Regions from separate parts of the Mus musculus genome. Here regions 1 and 3 are each linked to region 2. The links are chromatin contacts, called in public HiChIP or PLAC-seq maps. All regions are on one chromosome and are shown on one strand. Each heading gives the region's core, a stretch centred on a gene start, on an enhancer-like site or on the middle of the called end of the contact. The rest is flanking DNA. Distances are from core to core; before and after follow the strand shown. Region 1 holds the start of Pkia (protein kinase inhibitor, alpha). Region 2 holds the start of Il7 (interleukin 7). Region 3 has its middle 140 kb from the start of Il7.

Region 1 (4,137 bases), core at 562-3,061, 250 kb before region 2:
AAAGTGCACATTCAATGCTAATGCCAGCCACATATTAGTGAAACTAAAGATGTTACTTCTCAGCCTTATTCTGCAGTTGTGAACGAGAGGCATATACCTCTATGATGCAAGCTAAGAATCCAGCAATCTGTGATAGGAGAAAGGGCTTGATTTTATGAAAATGAGTGCAGAGATGCACTAAGCTGTCTCAAATTTCAAGTGTATACATCCTGCACTAATTAATCCTGCATTAATAATTCTCAGAATTATTAATTTTGTTTTTTGTTAACTCTGGTGGCTCTATTACTGACTCTCTTCTGGAATTGATAGAGGAGTATGAAGTTTTTTTTGTCTTTTAGTTTCTTCCTTGCCCTTATGCTGGACAGATTCCCAGGGTAATACTGGCAACCTCTAATGATGCTCACGAGGAAGGCCAAGATATGAGGAATGAGGCACATACACTGCAGAATACTAGTGATAAGGAAACTCCCTGCTTGGAAATGACTTGCTTGGAAAAGAAACCCTGGCCAAGCACCAAAAAGAGAAAATCCTAAGCTGCCTTTCGCCCTTTGTACTACCAATCACCTAACTGTTGGTTAGCCAGTACCTTGGAAGGAAGCAAAAGGAGATGTGCAAGATTTGTGGTAGCTCAAAATGACCACTCTTGTAAAAAGTTAAGTAAATATGTTCTTTTCCCAGAATTTGCCTCACTGCAAGGTGCGCTAAGAGATAGTCCTCTGATTGTTTAGAAAAACCCACTCAATGTCTCCGGTCCTTAAGTCTGTCCCCTTAATGCCGTTAAAGGTTAACTAATGATAAACTGCTAAACTGTGACTGAAAACTGCTCTTAAGAATGTATAAAAGGTGTGTGCTTTAGCTACTCGGGGTTGCTTCTATCCTGATTTCAGGATGACCCCAGCATGCTGGATCAATAAACCTCTTGTTTTTTGCATCAATCTTTGTCTCTGCGTCTCTGTGAGTGTGGGACATAACGGACCTAAGGCTTTTCGGGTCTTACAGACGCATGGAGGGAGAGCCAATTTAAGGAAGCAAGGACAAGAGGCTTGTGTGCATCCATGCTTAGTTTGTCACCAAGGGAAATTCTGAGAAATCCCTTGGGAGTTACAGGTATCTGCAGATGTGAAATCTGCCTCTTGTTTTTTCAAATATTATTGCTTTCACCCAGGCAGTCTAGCCCAAAAGCAAGGACTGTAGGGTACAAGGAGAGAGCTGGGATGCGCATCTGTCCACTAGCAAACAGAACTAAAATCCTGGAATGACCCTTCTCAGTGTCCTTGGGTGATTTCACTGCTCTCCTCCTTTCACTGGGTTGGAAGAACCCCATTCTATCACAATAGCAAGAAAATGGAAGTCCACAATCTTCAGCGTTCATAACTGTTTTTACTCTGTGTTAAAAATCAAATGACTCATGTTATGAGGGTTCTTAAAAAGGCCGGTTGCCCATTTTAATATTTTCGGAGTATATGACTGTTTATTTCAATAGACAATCATCCCTCAGATTCGGCGAAATGAACAGTACTGATAAGGAAGATGGAGAGGGTGGGAAACCTACACAGTCAGATGGAGCTATCCAAACAGCGATAGTGACAGGGGAGGGCGGAGATCAAGGACTCTCTGCAAAGAAGGTCTGTTTGCCCCTTCTGTTTTGTTGCACAATCCGGCAATGCTGCGGGTGTAAAATCGGTCAGAGAAAATCAGCCTCCACTCCGGGGAGCAGCGTCTTTCGGGTGCAGCTGGCAGACGCAATTCCTGGAACACAGAGCGGCGAGTCTCCCCCCGCGGTTCGCACCGAGTGCGCTGCTCCGGCGGGCGATGACTTCATGCAGCCAGCCTGGAGTAGCCAGCGGCCGCTGCAGCTGCAGGTGGGGCGGGGGCCTTGCGAGCCCAGAGCCCAGCACACGCGGCCAGGCGGGCAGGACTGCAGCCAGGGGCAGCCGGGACGCGTCTCTCCATCCTGAAGGTAAGCCGCTGACCCGCGCTTTCCGATCCAAGACGGCTTTCCGCCTGGTTGGGGCTAGCTTTGTAGGATCCGGGAAAGAAGAATTAACCCGCTGCATTCTACAGTGGGAAATGGAGCAAGGGAGTGAAAGGTTGATTAGCCTTGAATTGAAATGGGAAAAGAGGTGTTCGGAAGAAACAAAGGGGCTTTTCAGCCCCCAGCTCTTAAAGGCGACCAGCCATTTCCGTAGCAGGTTGGTTTAAACACTGATGACTATTAGAAATGTAAAACCGTCTGAATGTCCATTTAACCTTTGTGTCTTCTACTTTCCATCAGTCTTTCTCAGGCTTGGGAGGCGTGTGTCCTTTGAAGCAGTTAGGGCAGTAATCCGTAATCTCTCCCCTACACGTCCTCCTTGCTTCTCTGTCATCTCTGGTGTGATACCTGTGTGTTTCTTCTCTCATCTCAATGTCATGACACCTGCTTGCTTCAATACAGTTCCTTTGGGAGTCAGGGTGCAGTGAGAACTTCGCTCCCCTCCCGAGTTCTGCCTAAGGTGGGCTGCACTTGGCAACTTCTACCTTTATTTTCCATCTTCTCTGCCAATCAGCTCATTGATTTTCAGAGATGCTGTATCTCATCGTCTTTTTCCCTTCTTCAGTTCCATGACTGAGTTCATTAAGGACCCAAGAAGGGCTGTGCCTCACAGAGGGTTTCCCTTAACACACCCCTGTAGCTGTACAAAGGAATAAACGTCCCGCTTTCAGCTCCGGACAGACATGGTTTTCCCGAAGTGTTTTTCTTGCTGTCACCCTGGTTGGCTAACGAAAGGCTTGCTTGAGTGGAATAACAGAATATGTTGGGCTATGCAGACTGTTCTCTCTGCATACATGGGTACAGGAAAAGGAAACGGCAGTCTCTCCAAATATTTCTAGTTCAGCTGGGGTGTAAGAAAATTAGCTGTCAGAGTTTAGTGTAACCATTCCAAAACCAAGTAGTGTGTATGCCTCAGGTTTCCTCAGTAACCCTAAGCTGGGGCTTTCCTGTTGGCAGACAGAAAGCCAAGGTGACCCCAATCTCAGACTTTGATTATTTGAGCATGCCCAGGATTGTCTCCTTATGTACAGGCTCCTCATACCCTCACACACATGAGCTACCCCCACCCACTACCCTTTCCACCCCCAGCTCAAGCCCTTATTCTCAGCTGGGGACATAAGTTTGAGTAAGATATGAAGCAGGTAAGATGGCTGTAGTGGGTGGCTCAAATGTGTGCCTCAACTACAGAGTAGTTGCAGTAAACTGGATTGTGTGGAATCTGGGGGCCAACATTCCGTATATAAGAAGAGCTGTCATCTCCATACTTGAAGATGACAGTATGTTCGACTCAATGGCCATGCCATTTTATTCAGTGAAAAGGTAAATCGGTGAAAATCAGGAGGGCCTTTAACCTACAAATGACAAGTGTGCCTGTTTCCCTTCCCAGTGTTAGAGATTCTCTGATATCAGGCTAATTCTTGTGTGTTTACTTGGTTTAGAAATTCGCTTTAGGAAGATCTCAGTTTGCTCCTTTGTTTCCAACTGCAGTATCTGGGCAGAAGGACAGGTTGCCCACTACAAAACAGCCCGCTCGAGGAACTCTCTCTGGGGTTTCCAGGAACTCAGGTTATTTCTGTTTGTGTATTGTTGTTACTGTATCTTGAATATGTTTTTATTTCACACATTAAACACTTGAGATTTCCTAATAAAGGAAACTAAGAATAAGATTGTAAAAGTCCTCACTCCCTCACCTTCCCTAATTTTAAAATACTTAATGAATCAATTATTTTTCTGAAAAATAACTGATGATATATATATATATATATATATATATATATATATATATATGTGTGTGTGTGTGTGTGTGTGTGTGTGTGTGTGTATGTAATTCTTTTTAGTAAATTTGACTTCTAAATCAAAGCCCAATTATATAATGATCACTTGATCCTACAGGGACAGAAAAAGTCCCTATGATGTTCTGATAAGAGAGAGGTGCCTGAGAAAGCATCCTATATGTTCTGGTTGAGAGAGAGAGGTGCCTGAGAAAGCATCCTATATGTTCTGGTTGAGAGAGAGATGCCTGAGAGCATCCTATATGTTCTGGTTGAGAAAGAGGTGTCTGAGAGCTACCTACGTGTTCTGATTAAGAGTGAGGTGCCTGA
Region 2 (4,161 bases), core at 493-2,992:
ACAGGGATGCGGTGTCTCTAGCTGTACAGTGAGCTCCTGCAGGGGCACCTTGGCAGCCTTCCATCATTTTCTTGGGCAGTCTCTCAGGTCTCCACATCTTTTATTTGGTTTCTGATAAGTACTCCCTCAAATGTTTTTGGTTCGCTAGTACCTAAGAGAGGGGAAGTAATTGTACCTAAAACAGTGGGCCGGAAACCAATACAATGGTTTGCAATGGGGTTGCAAAAGGAAAGAGCCTTAGGCTAGATCCTGCACCTCCATAGGTTCTCTTGCTTGAGGAAGTATTTAAAACACCTGCATTCCCTTAGGTAGACCTCCTCACACTCCATTCTGTTCTCATCTCTATTAGTTCTAGCTACAAATGGATTCCAGCCTCTGTCAATTCTGTTCTTGTCCACTTTAAATCCTTACTTATTTAAAACTAATGCAAGCCTATTAGATTTGATCAGGGAGCTAAGAATTTGTACTCATGGGTACTTAAAGTTCTGCCTCCCTTAAGTAGCAAATATATAGAAGGAAAATAAAATCTGGCCTTTTGCAATCTCAGCCGCAGGACTTGGGTTCCCAGCAAACAAGTCAACTTACAGCCTGGATCGGAAACTCCCAGACTTACTGCGGGGAGAAGAGGGGGTTTTCCAATGATCTGTCCTTTAGGGTTTAAAAGCGCATCCTGGGAGCGACTCTTTCATTCTCCATGAAGTTCTGAGCTGCGAGAGCCCAGCAACGCCCTGAACCCAGGCAGCCTGTGAGTAACTGCACAGCCAGGAAGCCAGGAAGGGCTGCATTGAAGAGGTACTGGCTAGGGACAAAGTGGCTGAAAACCACTGACTACTGAGTCTTGACTGCAGGGGGCCACCGCGTCGCGGCTCCCGCACTGAAGCTCTGGGTCTGGGGATCTGAAAACCGCCTCGGGAACTGTTCCTCCCCGCCCGCCAGGGTTGTACGCCCAGGTGCCAATGGTTCTGGGCAACCGAGCTCAGCGCGGGTAGTGGCTGACCATGGGAGAGGCCAAGCTCTCAGCCTGTCCAAAGTGCAAGGCCGGGCTATTCCCGGACGTGCGGAGGCGCGGGGGCGGGTGGCACCTCCCGGACTGTCCCAGAGTCCCCGGCGCGCTAGGCGCACCTACTTGTGCGCACCAGAGAGCAGCGCTTACCATGGAACATGGTCTGCGGGAGGTGGGTGTAGTCATGATGACTGGGACTGCAGCAGGAGCCGGCTCTCACCACCCATAATCACTCCCAGGACCCCGGTCATCCACCGGGTGGCCGCAAACCGGTGCTGGGCAGGGCAGTTCAGGCAGCTGACTCCTCTCACCCACGCCACGCCTGGTCCATCCATCCCAAGAGGGGCCGCATGCATCACCGGCCACCCAGGCGCTCTGGCTTTGCCATAACTTCCGTAGGATCTGCCGGCAGACTAAGCAGGGTACTTTCAGTTTCTACTTTGCGCTGGGTCTTCAGGTTCAATGTTTGGGTTTATACCCTCAGCGTCTTCCCCAGTCACCTGGACCAGGATCAGTGGTTGCTGCGAATTGAAAGTAGCTCAGGAGAAGCCAGCTGGCCTTCTGGATCAGAAAGATTCGGCTAATAGGCTTTTCAAATGACTTCTAACCTCTCTGGCAACTCTGTGAGACTGGGAGCTAAAACCGCTGGTTACTAATATGTCCACAGAAGCCACAAATGTGCAGCAGAGAAAGCTCGCTATTGCAAGTCAGTTCCACTGAGGAGGCGTCGCTGCTTCTGCTGCCGCCGATGTAAGTCATCTTAAAAAAAAAAAAAAAAAAAAGGAAGTGAAGGATGATTAAGAGGGTCACGCCCTCTGCCCCTCTAGGTTCTCTAGTTTGTTTTTTTTTTTTTTTTCCTCCCTGTCATCTGTGCAATGCACCTGCTCAGGTAGGACTTTAAGAACAAATAATTCTTGTGAGTCCATCCAGTCTAGTATGTAAGTGGTAGCTTCAGAAAACCAAAACTCGTATTAGTTGGGGGCACATAGAAGTTCTGCATAGTAACTATCTCCCACAGTTATCTCCTGACATAGCTAATCACCATTGTGATTGTTTCATTAAAGTGTTTTGTTTTGTTTTAATAATAGGCCTGAATTACCGAGGGGATTCCTGATTTAGTGTTGTTTCTTATAATCAGGAGAAACACTGCTTAGGTGAAGGCAGGTTGTGCAAACCAGTAACAAGAGAGATCTGAGATCAGGACCATATCTCTCATATATCTAGTATTTGCTCTATGCCAGGACTCTTGGTCAGGAATTTACATGTATTTTGGCATCTGGAGTTTTCTGCCGAGGCAATCTGTTTTCTTATCTGCAGTTGAAAGATACACATGGGAACAGAGGCTTCCTTAAGTAACAGAGCTAAGTTCACGTGGCTGAATTTGGATAAAAAACACCTGCAGGCTGGCTTCAAAGAGTCTGCTTGGAATCTCTTGTGGAAGAGAACCTTGTAAATAATGGAGGATACAGTAGACTAAGAAGACGCCCTAGGGTGGTGGGTGTGCTCTTAACGCTCTGGGGAACCTCAGAAAGGGGTCTGGAGCTGGCGGTTCCTAATCGGACATCAGGACACGAGCTTCAGATTCTGTCTGTTAACAGTGAAAAGAGGCAGAGAGGTACTGTTTGTGCATTTAGAGTGTGGACCATAGGAGTTCTAACTGGGCACTGGCCTGTGGACTCTGCAGGGACTCTCACTTTCCACATTCAATGTAAAACCTGTTGTCTTAGTGCACTTCCAAAATAAATCCTACCCGGTGCCTGCAGGGCTGTTTAAACACCTCTCTGTTGTCTCTCTTGTTGTCATCCTGCTCAAAGCATCAGGAGATTTGACAGTACTTGTTATCTTCACTGCAGCCCTGGTCTCCAGACAGCTCCCATCCACAGAGAAGGGCTATCTAGAATAGGATTAGGCTCCAGCGTTGCAGTATGACAGGATGGAAGAGAGCTACTGTGGTGAGAAAGCATTTCAACGATGGAACATGGAAAAATGTCCACCAAAAAAAAAAAAAAAAAAAAAAAAAAAAGGAAAGAGAGGAAAGAGAAAGAAAACAGGGAATTGCTGGCAAATGAAATCAGGAAACTGAGCCTCTCAGGCACACATTTCCAAAAATGTCATTGGAACTCAGATGTGGAGAAAAGCAGTAGACAGAGATGAGGCTGCAGGGGTGGTTAAAGACTAACTCTATAAACATGTCTAGGTTTGTGGCGGCTGTATTAAACTCCCTGACCATAGGGTACACGTAGGTGTACAACTGCTCACATTCTATGCTTTTTTCCCCCCACCTGTTGTTGGGCTTTTCAGAGGAGAGTCAAAGAACATCCATCAAAAGAGTGCGAGAGGGGAAGTCTGTCTTCCTTCCTAGTACAATCACCAGAAAGGCTTGTGCATAGGCAACATTGGAGTAAAATGAGGCGAAAGTATCTAAAGTTCCAGGAAAGGAGAAGTAAATGTATTTTACAGGACTCTGACCCTCAGTGTTAAGAATGTCTTCTGAAAAGAATATTTAGAAAGCATTTGGAATTTCAAAGGTTAGATAAAAATGGACACCTTTGAACTACATTGTATTATGAGAGAATTCTAAGAAAATTAGTGTCCTTTTGAAAAAAACAGCCCAGCTCTTTAAATCAGCTATTGCTTTTTAAATACAAATTGAACATACAGATTGACAGGGGTGGATATTTCATGAATTTTTAGAATGTTGATAATTAAATAAATGAAATAATATGTGAGGCCTGGTACCTGTAACCCTAGCTGCTCAACCAGAGGCAGGGAGAATTAAAAGTTCAGTTCCTGATTTGTTTAATGAGTGAAACCATGTCTTTAAAAGTAACAAAATAAAACAGGACTGGTGACATAGCTCAAAGGCTGGGAGCTTGCTTAATTTTCATGAACCCCCTAGATTCCATCTCCAGTATCATAAAAAAGAAGCCAGAAGTGGAGGAGGAGGAGGAGGAGGAGGAAGAGGAGGAGGAGGAGGAGGAGCAATAGTGGTAGTGGTACTGGTAGTAGTGGTAGCAGTAATAGTAGGAAGAGGGGAGGGAGGTGAGGGAGGAAGAGGAGGAGAGGAAGGGGTAGGGGATGAGGAAGAAGAGAAGGGGAGGGGTGATAGAGGAAGAGGAGAAAGGGGGAGGAGGACGAAAAAGTGAAGAAATAATTAC
Region 3 (4,249 bases), core at 583-3,082, 140 kb after region 2:
TAGCTTTGGGGACGTTTAGAAGTGCCCAGCCATTGAACTAATCAAGGCATATTAGCTCGTGCGTGTGTGTGTGTGTGTGTGTGTGTGTGTGTGTGTGTGTGTTTCATGAATCCAGAGCTTTTGGGTAGGTACAGTGAACGGGAGACATGCTGGGAACCAAAGCAGTTCAATTCAACACTGCACATAGTGGTGATTTAGCAATGTGTTTGTGATTTTATATGACTTATTTTCTTTAGCAGAAGGCTGAACAACACTCACACTCATATTTATAATTTGAGAGACTTTAGGTGTTATCAAATATAGTCTATACTGCTTTAATATGTAAAAAGTGAGTTTCAGGATAGTTAATATTTTAAAATATAATTTAGTTATTTGCTTATTCATCCTGCTCACTGCTTCCCCCCCACCCCCAGTTACCTCCTCCCATAATCCTTCCCCTGCCCCCCTCCCCTTCTCTCCAAGTGGGTGGAGCCTCCCCTGGGTATTTGTCCTACCTGGTACTTCAAGTCCCTGGCAGGCTAGGTACTTCCTCTCCCACTGAGGTCAGACAAGGCAGCCCACCTAGAAGAACATATCCTATATATGGGCAGTAGCTTTTGGAACAGCCCCAATTCTGGTTGTTCAGGACCCACATGAAGACAAAGCTGCATATCTACTACATATGTGCAGGGAGGCCTAAGTCCAGCCTGTGTATGTTCTTTGGCTGGTGGTTTAGACTCTGAGAGTCCCAAGAGTCCAGGTTAGTTAATTCTGTTGGTCTTCTTGTAAAGTTCCCATCCGCTTTGGGGCTCACAATCCTTCCTACTATTCTTCCAGTAAGAGTCCCCAAACTCCATCCACTGATTTGCTGTGGGTGTCTACATCTGTCTGAGTCAGATACTGGGTGGAGCCTCTCAGAGGACAACATGCTTCTGTCTGCAAACATAACAGAGTGTCATTAATAGTGTCAGGGACTGGTGCTTGCTCATGGGATGGGTCTCAAGTTGGGCAGTTATTGTTTGTCCATTCCCTCAGTCTCTACTCCATCTTTCCTGCCTGCATTTCTTGTAGACAGAATAAATTTTGTGATGAAAGTTTTGTGGGTGGGTTGGTGTCTCTGTTGTTCCACTGGGGTTGCTGCCTGGCTAAAGGAGATGGCCATTTTAGGTTCCATATCCCCAATGTAGTGAGTCAGAGCTAAGGTCACGCCCACTGATTCTTGGGCGCCTCCCTTATTCCATGTCTTATCCTCTAGATGCCCCTCATTTCCTTACCATCAGTTGCCAATTTCCATTAATTTTCATGGCCACCTAGCCATCTCTCCTGTCCTTCACCACACACAATCCTGAACCCCCCCATTCATCTCCCCACTCCCCCTCCCTCCCAATTCCCTGCCTATATATGCTTGTTATAACTACATTTTAAACAAATTACATGTCTAGCCAATGACTAGGACATGACTTAAGTCAAAATCTTAGTGAAGAGCTGCTTCTCTATTAATAAAAATGGTAAGTCTTTTTAAAAGTTTTTGTTTGTTTGTTTCTACCCTTTACTAAAGTTAATGGAACTCTAGGCAATGACTGTCATTGCTACTGTGATATATAGCCCCGAGGCCCTTTAGGGATAAAGATCTTGTTTCTCTAACTGCTGGAAGGTTTGTCATTAGACAGCCTTCAGCTGTCATCCCTGTTACTAGAATTTATCTGGGCTGGAAACTGTTGTCCTGGCCAGTGCCCAGGCCTCACATCCACAGACTGATGAAATAAGGAGAAGGCTTCTTCCCACAGCTTGAGGTGACCCTGAAGGACCTGTCTGTCCTGGAATTCCCCCTGGGCTCCACTGGCGTTTTCAGACATTGCACAGAACTGCTGGATCTCTGCCCAGTTTTACTTCCCCTTTCCCATGTGTTGGTTCAGTGCGAGAACCAAACATGCCACCTCAAATACACGTCCTGACATATTTCAAGTTGATTATTCAAAAAAAAAAAATGCAGACTTTCACAGATACAGGAGCGACTGCAAAGCTGTCCTTTCAGTCACCTACCTAATTCAGTGAACAGCAGATGCAGATGAAGCCTGTGTTGTGAACACTCCACTTTCTCTATAGAAAAAATACCAGTGGTATGCATGGGGATCAATAGCAATGACCTCAAGTGTACCTTACCTGGCAGACCACATGGCAGAAGTGACATTGACTTCTAGAGTGGGTCATCCCTCACCTTTTATGGCCTGACTCCCCACCTCCCAACAACACCCAAGCCCTAGCCCTTTCTTTAGAGCAGAAGAGGATCCAGTCCTCTGGCTGGGCTTTGACTCCTCTGTTGTCCATGTGTGGTTCCTTTCCTTAGGCTACTAACCAACTTTATCTGTTCCCTTCTCTCTGTCCATGAAAATTTATTTCATAAAGTAATATTCTGACACTTCAGCAGGCAGATGGGGAAAGTAAATTTTAAACTGCACTTCCCTGTGTGTGTGTGTGTGTGTCTGTGTCTGTGTGTGTGTCTGTATGTGTCTGTGTCTGTGTGTGTGTCTGTGTGTGTGTGTGTCTGTGTGTGTGTGTCTGTGTGTGTGTCTGTGTGTGTGTGTCCGTGTGTGTGTGTCTATGTGTGTGTCCGTGTGTGTGTGTCTATGTGTGTGTCTGTGTGTGTGTGCACACATGTGTGTGTGCGCGCACACGTGTGTGTGTGTGTTTTATTGAGTTAGTAAAGTGCATGCCATGTAAGCATGGGGACCTGAGTTTGATTTCCAACACCCACAAAAAGTCATGTGGAACTTAGAGTGCCGACACTGAGGAAATAGAGACAGAAAGATTCCTAAGCTCCACTATTCATCTAGTCTAGTTTAGTCATTAAGCACCAGGTCCACTGAATAATTCCATCTGATAAATAAAAGGTGGTTGGATATAGCTTCAGAAGGTGACACCTGATTAACCTTGAGTTATACACACACACACACACACACACACACACACACACACACACACACACACACATATATATATATATATATATGTATATGGAGAGAGAGAGAATGAGAGAGACAAGCTTTACAATCTCAACAGCAGCTCTGTTGGATATAATGATATAATAACACTGATCTCTGCTTCACGGTCAGCTTTTCAGTGAGCTGATCTGCCTCAGAGAGATGTAATTAAATCCCTTTAAAATCAGTAATATGAGAATTAACTAAAATAATGCATTGGAAACCAATTTATTTTTTAGAAAAAAAACAAAAATAAGTATTGTTATATTAATTTACATGTATTATTAATTGTTAGAATTATAAATCAAGAAGATACATTTTGAACTATTGTTTGGTTTAGGCATAGATTATGATAATTGAGAACAGAATTGAGTTATGGATCTCAAAATAAGAATTCATCACTGAATTTGTTCAATTATCTTTAAAGATGGGCATTAAAATTTAGTTTTTATTTTTTATTGAAATAGATTCTTCTCTCATAAATATATCCCAACCATAGTTTCCCCTCCCTTGACTCCTTTTGACGCCTCCCACCTTCTTTGTTCTTCAGATCCACACACCCTCTATTTCTTTCCTAGAGACAGCAACCAAGAAAAACAAAGCAAGATACAATAAGACAATGCACACCACCTGATATCAAGGCTGGACAAAGCAACCCAATAGGAGAAAAGGGGGATCAAGAGCCAGCATAAGAGGCATAGATGCACCGCTCCCATGGTCAGGAGTCCCACAAAAACACCAAGGCAATGGCTATAATATACACACAGAGGAACCATATAGGCTCAGTACTTGCCATTTAGATCTCTGTGAGCCTGTGTGAGTCCAGGTTGGTTGATTCAGTGGGTCATGTTCTCCTGGTACTCCCCATCCTCCCTGATTCCTACATTCTTTCCTCCCTCTAATTTCTTCAAATCATAATATTTGAATAAAATGTACCAAGATCCTTATGCTACTGTTCTGTCCTTATATTTGTGTGTTTACTACGAGAAACTGGATAACTATATTCTCGTTATGCATGTGCCCTACATCTGTTGTTCAAGCATCCCATATGGTTTAACATTTCTTCTTGATATTTCATATTTTAAAGAAAACATTTTGTTAATAGTTTCCTTAAAATAATGTAGAATAGATTTTAGGACAACTTTTGGCAGTACTGAATGAGACTCATTTAATGAACAGTTTTCAAATTAACACACGGTTAAATTCCAAACCACAATAATAAGCAATTTTCCTTCATGTACCATTCTGTGGTGAATTGCAACTAAGTTTTCTGTTAAAAATGCTTAATA

What was found. HiChIP or PLAC-seq counts read pairs in DNA pulled down with a chosen protein or histone mark.
Region 1: a FOXA1 HiChIP or PLAC-seq map of pancreatic cancer cells shows a contact between it and region 2. The contact joins the promoter of Pkia here to the promoter of Il7 in region 2. A contact is called at or near these places in 3 of 484 Hi-C or Micro-C datasets (the HL-1 cell line, embryonic stem cells and muscle stem cells), 4 of 115 datasets of contacts at active chromatin or transcription factors (astrocytes, embryonic forebrain, pancreatic cancer cells and 1 more) and 1 of 9 other capture datasets (adipose tissue).
Region 3: a contact with region 2 is called in an H3K27ac HiChIP or PLAC-seq map of bone marrow-derived dendritic cells, with 6 times the contacts expected there. The contact joins the enhancer-like site here to the promoter of Il7 in region 2. A contact is called at or near these places in 1 of 39 promoter capture datasets (macrophages), 4 of 115 datasets of contacts at active chromatin or transcription factors (bone marrow-derived dendritic cells, embryonic stem cells, large pre-B cells and 1 more) and 3 of 9 other capture datasets (adipose tissue, macrophages and pancreatic islet).

What each region holds. Positions count from the first base shown.
Region 1 is chr3:7,364,793-7,368,929 of GRCm38.p6, forward strand. It overlaps Pkia (protein kinase inhibitor, alpha), which reads left to right and starts at 1,812. Exons shown (of 3, transcript NM_008862.3): 1 at 1,812-1,960.
Region 2 is chr3:7,612,018-7,616,178 of GRCm38.p6, forward strand. Il7 (interleukin 7) reads right to left here and starts at 1,743. Exons shown (of 5, transcript NM_008371.5): 1 at 1,154-1,743. The coding sequence starts at 1,163. It overlaps Gm16685 (predicted gene, 16685), which reads left to right and starts at 688. Exons shown (of 3, transcript NR_168341.1): 1 at 688-792.
Region 3 is chr3:7,753,894-7,758,142 of GRCm38.p6, forward strand. No RefSeq gene overlaps it. Among named protein-coding and RNA genes, the nearest start is that of Il7, 140 kb to the left of the region's middle. Within about 2 kb of position 1,833, at least 18 of the 459 cell types and tissues checked have an H3K27ac peak or open chromatin away from gene starts, as enhancers often do. A contact at or near this core is called in bone marrow-derived dendritic cells, where this site is marked.